Linked DNA regions of Sus scrofa: region 1 is linked to region 2. Evidence: chromatin contacts called from public HiChIP or PLAC-seq data. All regions are on one chromosome and are shown on one strand. The core of a region is the stretch at or near the end of the contact, and the rest is flanking DNA. Distances in the headings are between cores, read along the strand shown. Region 1 holds the start of SRRT (serrate RNA effector molecule homolog). Region 2 holds the start of LOC110260076 (branchpoint-bridging protein-like).

Region 1 (3,780 bases), core at 222-2,721, 110 kb after region 2:
TTCCCTCCCACCCTGGGCTTCGTTGTTGGTCCCCTCCAATCCTGGGGCTTGACAGCCTCCTTGGTTCCCTTCCACTCTAGGAAGTTTGCCCCACGATGCTCAGTGTGTGGTGGGGCCATCATGCCTGAGCCCGGTCAGGAGGAGACTGTGCGAATTGTAGCTCTGGACCGCAGTTTTCACGTTGGGTGTTACAAGTGCGAGGTCAGGGGGCCTGGGGCGCTGGGTATGGTAGAGCACAAGAAAGAAGGGGCTCAGGGATCCAGGCCTGATGAAAAGCTACTGTTTCTTTCCAAACAGGAGTGCGGGCTGCTGCTCTCCTCTGAGGGTGAATGTCAGGGTTGCTACCCGCTGGATGGGCACATCTTGTGCAAGGCCTGCAGTGCCTGGCGCATCCAAGAGCTCTCAGCCACCGTCACCACCGACTGCTGAGTCTTTCCCAGAAGCACCTACTCTGTTCTCCCTTCCCATCAACCACCCTCCCTGACATCTACCTTTATAATGTTGTCACCAAATGCCATCTTCTCTTCCTCTAATCATGAAATAATAATCCCTCAAGAGTGTACAAAACACTTTGAAGTCTATTGTCTCATCTGATGCTTTTTTTGCTTTTTAGGGCTGCACCTGTGGCATATGGAAGTACCCAGGCTAGGGGGTCAAAACAGAGCTGCGGCTGCCACCTATGCTGCACTTCTGGCAACACTGGATCCTTAAACCCCTGATCGAGGTCAGGGATTGAACCCACATCCTCATGGATGCTAGTCAGGTTCTTAACCCCGCTGAGCCACAATGGGAACTCCAGTCCTGGGTGTATTTTACAACTCCTCTAAATCCCCCTTTTAGGGTAGTTTCTGTAGAACGCCCCCCCACCCCCACCCCAGCACTGGGAACAAGGCTGCAGCATATGCGAGGGAGGCAGCATTTCCTGTTGTAAAGGTTATGGGGCAACAGAGATCCTGCTGGGTGGTGAGGCCCTCAGACCTACAACCGAGCTCATCAAGGTACTGGTTGGGGTTTGCCACTTTTGCTTAAGGATGGGGGTGCCTTTGTGGAAGAGCAGGAACAACTGGTTTAGGACGTAGCGCAGACAGAAGCACTAATAAAGGCTGATTCTCTGGTGGGACCACAAAATGGTGGGAAATGCATTAAAATGGTTGCTGGATCCGCTGAAAGGCCGCACTCCCCCAACCCCTGCCCTGTACAAGGAAAGGGGGGTTGGAAACCACTCCCGATGACGTCAGGAGGCTCCCAGATCAAAGCTGCGGGTCGGGGTACCAGCGGCTGGATGCGAACTGATTCAGACACACCCGGGGAAGCGCGACCTTCGACCTCGGCGAGAGGAAACTCACCCTCAAGCCCAGAGGCTTCTACCGCCCACCAGAGGCCACACTTGATCCAGCGCGGCTCCCATAGCTTCTCGCCCGTGCCGTTCTCGTCCCGGAAAGCTCGCGAGGCTTCCGGGTCCCCGCCCCTTCCCATCGGCCCCCGGTGCTCCCCGCCTTTGCCTCTGTGGTTTGGTTCCGTTCTGTCCCCGCGGGCTCCAGTTTGTATTTCGAGGTGCCATTCTGCGGGTGACGCAGGCGCAGCTCGGGCGGCGCGCGCCGACCGCCCATCTTTGGTTGTCCCGCTCTCTTCGCGTCTACTCGGCCCAGTCACCGAGAGCCCCGCGTCTCCCCCTCACCCGAATCCGTCCCCGTCGCGCGCCCGAGGGAAGGGGCGGGTCCAGGTTGCCCGGAAAATCTGCCGGCCGGAGCGCGAGACTAACGGCCGCTGCCGCTCCCAGGTGGGGGAGGGGAGGGGCCTGGAGAGCAGGGGCTGGGGCGGGCAGGAGGGCGAGAGGCCCGCGGGTGCGGGGAGCCGGGCGGGAGACCCCTGGCAGCTGGTGGAGCCCTGCAGCTGAAGGGGAAGAGGGCTTAGAATGGCGGGAGCAGCGGAAGGCTGGCCTCTGCGGACGGAGGGGGGCGTGCTGCTTCAAAGGGACAATCCTTTGCGCTTGTCGTCATTGTTCATTATCCTATTTATCCGTGTTTCGCCTCCAGGTCCTCTCAGACCGCGCCATGGGTGACAGTGATGACGAGTATGATCGAAGGCGCAGGGACAAGTTTAGAAGGGAACGCAGCGACTATGACCGTTCTCGGGAAAGAGATGAGAGACGTCGAGGGGATGATTGGAATGACCGGTAAAATGTTACTCTTCCTTAATTTTGTTCCAGCGCATTATTCTCTTGCACTCCACTTTTCACTGCATTGCCCTTAAGGTCTTATTAGGGTGAACCATATGAAATCGCTCATCCTTGACCATTTCACGTGGTTCATTCACCTCTTTGCTTTTGGTCCAATAGTTGTCTGTGTAATGACTAGAAGATCAAAGCGGTGAAAGTAAGAGAGTTTGAATATAAAAGAGCAATACTTGTGTGTGCTGTTTATTGTTTGTAAATTATACACCGAAAAGGTTGATTCAAAAAGAAAGTAATGTTACAGAATTGGTTTGACTGGAGAGGTTGTCCGACCAGTTTCCTGGCAGGATATGATTAAATGTCGTTGTCTAGCCTAAAATCAGCAAGAGTTCTTTGAAAAATGATGGTCGGGTTAATTGATTAGGTTTGACTCTGGTAGTAATTAGTTTTTTGGGATGTTCTTTTTTAAAAAAAAAAACAAAACCTTTTCATTTTATTTTTTCGGCCATATTTGTAGCATGTGTGTTCCTGGGCCAGGGACCGAACCCACGCCAGTACAGTGACCCAAGCCGCAACAGTGACAATGCTGGATCCTTAACCCACTAGACTACAGGGAACTCCTAGTTTGTTTGTTTTTGTTTTGCCGAACCTGCAGTATATCTGGGATATTCTTGAGTTATAGTTAAGGTGTATAGTTAGGCTGTTAAAACGCTGATGTTTTAAGTAACTGATATAAGAGGAACTGTGGAAGACTTTCATCTAAGGGACATCACAAATGTCAGTCAGTGAGCTGATAGCACAGGCTTGACTTGGAAACAGCCAAAAAATGAAGAGTTTGAGGTGGCCTATTTTGATAGCATTTTTTCATGCAATATCATTTTGAAAAATAGGTTTAGTAAACTGTTTAGGTCTTTTAGTCAGTTTATCTCTTCACCGTGGAGGCTTTATGTGGCACTTTGTTTTCCTTAGTATTTTCTAAGAAAGTCAGAAGAAAACTAAAGGTGTTTTTGGGATTCTGAGGATGAATAAGGTATAGTTATTGCCTTTAAGAAGTTTGTAGTCTGGGGCTTGGAGTGGGGAGCAAAGTGGCCCTGGGTGTATGTTGCAAGTGAATATACATGAGAGGTCATGATAAAGGCTCGAAACGTTGAGGGAACAAATGTTCTGAGGGAGGGGAGAAGTGGTGGAGGCAGTGTAAGGGAGAGCAACAGGAAAGGGACATTTAGCAAGACTTGGAAAGGTAAATGGGAATTCCTGAGAGACAGGAATGTACAGCTTGGAGTTGGGGACATAATGTGTGCAGAAAAGAGCATATGTTCTAGTTTTTATAGAGTAGAACCTCTTAAAATACGTAAGGGCTCCGTGAGCTCACAATTATTTTTATTACTGTTTTTATTTTATTTATTTATTTACTTATTTTTTTGTCTTTTGCTCTTTTGGGGCCGCACCCGTGGCATATGGAGGTTCCCAGGCTAGGGATCGAATCGGAGCTGTTGCTGCCAGCCTGTGCCACAGCCACAGCAATGCCAGATCCGAGCCTCGTCTGCGACCTACACCACAGCTCAAGGCAATGCCGGATCCTTAACCCACTGAGTGAGGCTAGGGAT
Region 2 (4,111 bases), core at 1,187-3,686:
CATAAAATGGACCCTCTTCTATTTTCTGAAAGAGATTGTCTAGAATTTGCGTTTTCTTTCTTTCTTTCTTTTTTTTTTTTTTTTTGGTAGAATTCACCAGTAAAACTATGTGAGCCAAGATATTTCTTTTTATAAAGTTAAAAAAAACCTATGAATTTAATTTCCTTAATAGTTACAGAACTATGCAGATGATCTACTTCATCTTGGGTAAGTTTGGTAGTATGTGGTTTTCTGGGAATTGGTCCATAAATTGTGGAATTTGTCTGTAGCGTGGTCTATATTACTCTAAGTATACTTTAATGTATGAGGGATCTTTAGTGCTATCCTCTCTTTCATTTCTGGTAATCATAACTTGAATCTTCGTTCTCTTGTTCTTTTGTCAGTCTTGCTGGAGGCTTATCCATTTTATTGATCTTTTTCAAAGAACCAGCTTTTGGTTTGAATTTCTTTATTGTTTTCTTGTGTTCAGTTTAACGGAGGTTTTTTGGTTTGCTTTTATTAAAGTATAGTTGATTTACAGTGTTGTGCCAATTTCTGCTTTACATACAGCAAAGTGACCCAATCACACGTATATATACATTCTTTTTCTCATAATTTAATTGGTTTTTGTTCTTTATTGTTTCCTCCCATCTTCTCCCTTTGGCTTTACTTCGCTCTTTTTCTAGTTCCTTGAGGTGGAAGCTTGGATTACACTTCCATTCTTTTAAAAATGTTTCCAGAATACTCCTTGGTTCCCTGAAGAACTCCTGTTTGTCCATCAAAACTCAGCTCATATGTCACTTCTGAGGCAGAATAAAGTGGTAGACAGGCTTTCCTCCTCACCCCCAAATAGCCCCCAAACTTGTAAATATCTGAAGCTAAAAAGAACCACAGGATTTAAATGGTGCTGGGAAAGTTCTCAGGAACCTGACCACTTTACAACCTCCAGTCAAATGGAGTCGGACTCCACCCCAGGCAACAAAAAGCCGTGTAGGGGGCATAAAAATGCCAACTCAAATGTATAGGCTTACAGTTTACCCAAGGTTATATCGGGTTTCGAAACTCAGTGGCAAGAACAGGAATTGTCATCCCTATTTGAGTGATGAGAAAACTCAAGCGAAGAACAGTCAAGGACCCCAGTGCAGCTCTAACTCAGTTTCCAGTGGAACTCCACCAAAGCTAAAGCAACCTGGGCCGAGAACCCCTCCCCACTGGCCTTAGGGAGCCTCCAATCCCTCTGTGCTGCCCTGCCCTTCCCGCCAGGGGGCGCAGGTCCCTGCTCCTGGGTGGCGGGCAGAAGCCAAAGAGCTGGTGGATGACGACTGAGGAGTGCTAGTGGGTCTGCGAGCCACAGGGAAGCTGTAAAGGCTAGCCCCACGGCTCACAACTCGCGTCCCCAGGCGCTGGCCTGGAGGTCACCCTGGTCAGAGAAAGGGGAGAAGAACGGGTCCCCGTAAACTGCAGAGGAGTCCCCGAGCCAAAGAACTTGTCCTCCGCCAAGGGCCGGGCCTTGCTTGCCCCCATCTTCGGGCAGCCGGAATCTTGGACGGGAGGTCAGTTCTGCCACACCTCCTCTGACCCGAGGAACTGCGATGGACCCGGGAGTCCAGACTTCTCTTTAGGCCATTCGCGATCAAGATCAGTGGAATTCGCCGTCCTCCCTCACACCTTTGGAAGACCCTTACCCCTAAATCCTCCACGCCCCTAGAAAACCTCCTCTCTTTTCTCCCCTTCATGACTCCTCCGGGAACCGAGTACTGGGTGGGATTGGCCCAGGGAAGCTAACCTTTCTCTTTCCAGATCCTCCCCGGCTTCGACTTGGTATACGCCCCCTGCCTCTGCAGCTTACAAGTGGTAGATCCCATCACCCCCGGAAGCCTCGCGTTACTCAAACACATCGCGCGGTTTTGCGAGCAACTCAGGAAAGGGGCGGGGAGAACGGATGCCGGGAAGGCGATTCGCGGATCGCCCGGGCCTGGCCACGGGGTATGGGCGCGCCTGCGCACTCGGGGGCCTTTTCAGGAGCCTGGTACTAAGGGCGCCCGTGTTTCGGCGTTCCTGCGGCGAGTCCCTTCCCTTCTCTTCCCTTTTTGGGGCCTGGGAGTTGCGGGCAGCTCCTTCCCTTCAGACTGGTCGGCGCAACGCTCGAGTGGCCTGGCAGGGGAGCGGGCTGCGTGCGCGCTGAGGGCACTGTGGAGCGAAGAAGGTAGGCGTGGGAATAGCTGGGGCGGTGGAGGGGCCTGAGATTGGGAGCGATGTGATGGATGAATGGGAACCGGAGGTGGGGGAGATGCTTGAGCTTGAGGTAAGTGGGAAGGGACTGAGACTTGAAGCGACGAGGGGCGTCGAGTGCGACCCCTCTTGGCTGCACCGTTTGGGCGGGAAACGGGGTAGGAAACGAAACCTGGTCTCTCCTCACCCATGGCTGATCTTTCTCCCACACCAGGGCACACTGCATGGCTGAAAACCGAGAACCCCGCGGGGCCGTCGAGGCCGAGCTGGACCCGGTGGAATACACCCTGCGGAAGCGGCTTCCCCACCGCCTGCCCCGGAGGCCCAATGACATTTATGTCAACATGAAGACTGACTTTAAGGCCCAGTTGGCCCGCTGCCAGAAGCTGCTGGACGGAGGGGTAAGGGGTCAGAATGCATGCACTGAGATCTACATTCATGGCTTGGGCCTGGCCATCAACCGCGCCATCAACATTGCCCTGCAGCTGCAGGCTGGCAGCTTCGGGTCCTTGCAGGTAGCTGCCAATACCTCCACCGTGGAGCTTGTCGATGAGCTGGAACCAGAGACTGATACACGAGAGCCACTGACGCGTATCCGCAACAACTCAGCCATCCACATCCGTGTCTTCAGGGTCACACCTAAGTAAAGGAGATGAGGCCGGCCCACCTTATCCACCCATCCCATACAGCTTGGCTCAGAAGTGGCTTTTGTACTGAGTACATGAACCTCCTACCAGGACCATGTAGGATAAAGCCTATCCCCTCACCATCCAGAGGACTCTGAATTGAGAGGGTGAATATTGTCTTTTGTTGGGCTCAAGCCGTGAGTCTTCCTGAATCTTTGTGGTCTGTAACCATTGTCCTATACAATAAAAAGCATCAAGTTGTGTTAGTGCCTGGCCACCCAACTGCACCACCTCTCTGCTGTGTAAATTCAGTGTGTACCTGGAAAGGAGAGTAGGAGTAAAATTTTACAAGGACGTAGGTACAAGAGGGGAAACAGTGTTTCCTGCCTTCACAGAAAGAGCATAAATTGTACCACAGACACTGCAGCATAAAACAAACTTTAGCACAAAACAGAAGTCTGAAAATCCTGATGTTTGCTTTCAAATATTTCATTCTCTCAGGAGCTCCCACTGTGGTGCAGTGGGATTGGGAGTGCTGGGATGCGGGTTGGATCGCCATCCCCACACACTGGGCTAAGGATCTGATCCTGAGCCCAGGAGCTCTATATGCCTCAGGGCAGCCAAAAAAAAATTTTTTTTTCATCCTCTCAGAAGAAGGCAGGGTGGATAATGTGTATATTCTTGCCAGCTGGGGTGTAAAGCATCAGGCACTACTCTGGTGCTGGTTACCAGGCACAGGAAAGGTGAGGGTATAAGGATGATGGACGCAAAGACAGGCCCCTCCTTTGTAAAAGGCTGTTAAGGCTGTCGTGGGAACCGACAAACTGACAGCTACATTCGATTCCTGGTGGCGGGGGGCAAATTGTTCTAAACAGCTATTCAGACCCCTCTGGCTAGGCTATTCTAAGAGGGAAAGGAAAGCCTTTCCTCTGAATTACTGGGCATACAGGCCATAAGTACTTTTTTGTTTGGATATTTGTAGGAGGATCTGATTTCTCATGTTTATCAAACGAGTCATCTAAAGCAATGTTATCCAAGTGGGTGGTGACCGTTTGTGAGGTTTAAAATCAATTCACTGGGTCATAGCCTTTTAAAAAGCAAGTAAAAAAGAAAAAGTGCAGCTTCAATGGTAATATCTTGTTGACACTGTTTCAGTTGTAGATGTGTATATAGACACATGTACTAGTTATGACATAAATCTTACTGTTGGTTGAGGTCACAAGAGTTTGAAAGCCTTTGATCTAAAGGTTAATAACAGAATTTGCCTCTAGTTT

The links. HiChIP or PLAC-seq counts read pairs in DNA pulled down with a chosen protein or histone mark.
Region 1: an H3K27ac HiChIP or PLAC-seq map of alveolar macrophages shows a contact between it and region 2. The contact joins the promoter of SRRT here to the promoter of LOC110260076 in region 2. A contact is called at or near these places in 2 of 5 promoter capture datasets (both in liver), 19 of 47 Hi-C or Micro-C datasets (adipose tissue, alveolar macrophages, blood and 11 more) and 2 of 2 datasets of contacts at active chromatin or transcription factors (alveolar macrophages and skeletal muscle).

What each region holds. Positions count from the first base shown.
Region 1 is chr3:8,716,311-8,720,090 of Sscrofa11.1, forward strand. It overlaps SRRT (serrate RNA effector molecule homolog), which reads left to right and starts at 1,472. Exons shown (of 21, transcript XM_003354479.3): 1 at 1,472-1,780; 2 at 2,037-2,176. The coding sequence starts at 2,055. It overlaps TRIP6 (thyroid receptor-interacting protein 6), which reads left to right. Exons shown (of 9, transcript XM_003354478.4): 8 at 81-201; 9 at 298-581. The coding sequence ends at 429.
Region 2 is chr3:8,606,268-8,610,378 of Sscrofa11.1, forward strand. LOC110260076 (branchpoint-bridging protein-like) reads right to left here and starts at 2,437. Exons shown (of 3, transcript XM_021087974.1): 1 at 2,399-2,437. The coding sequence starts at 2,437. POP7 (ribonuclease P protein subunit p20) reads left to right here and starts at 1,264. Exons shown (of 3, transcript XM_013995472.2): 1 at 1,264-1,532; 2 at 1,780-2,185; 3 at 2,426-3,124. The coding sequence starts at 2,436. The coding sequence ends at 2,858.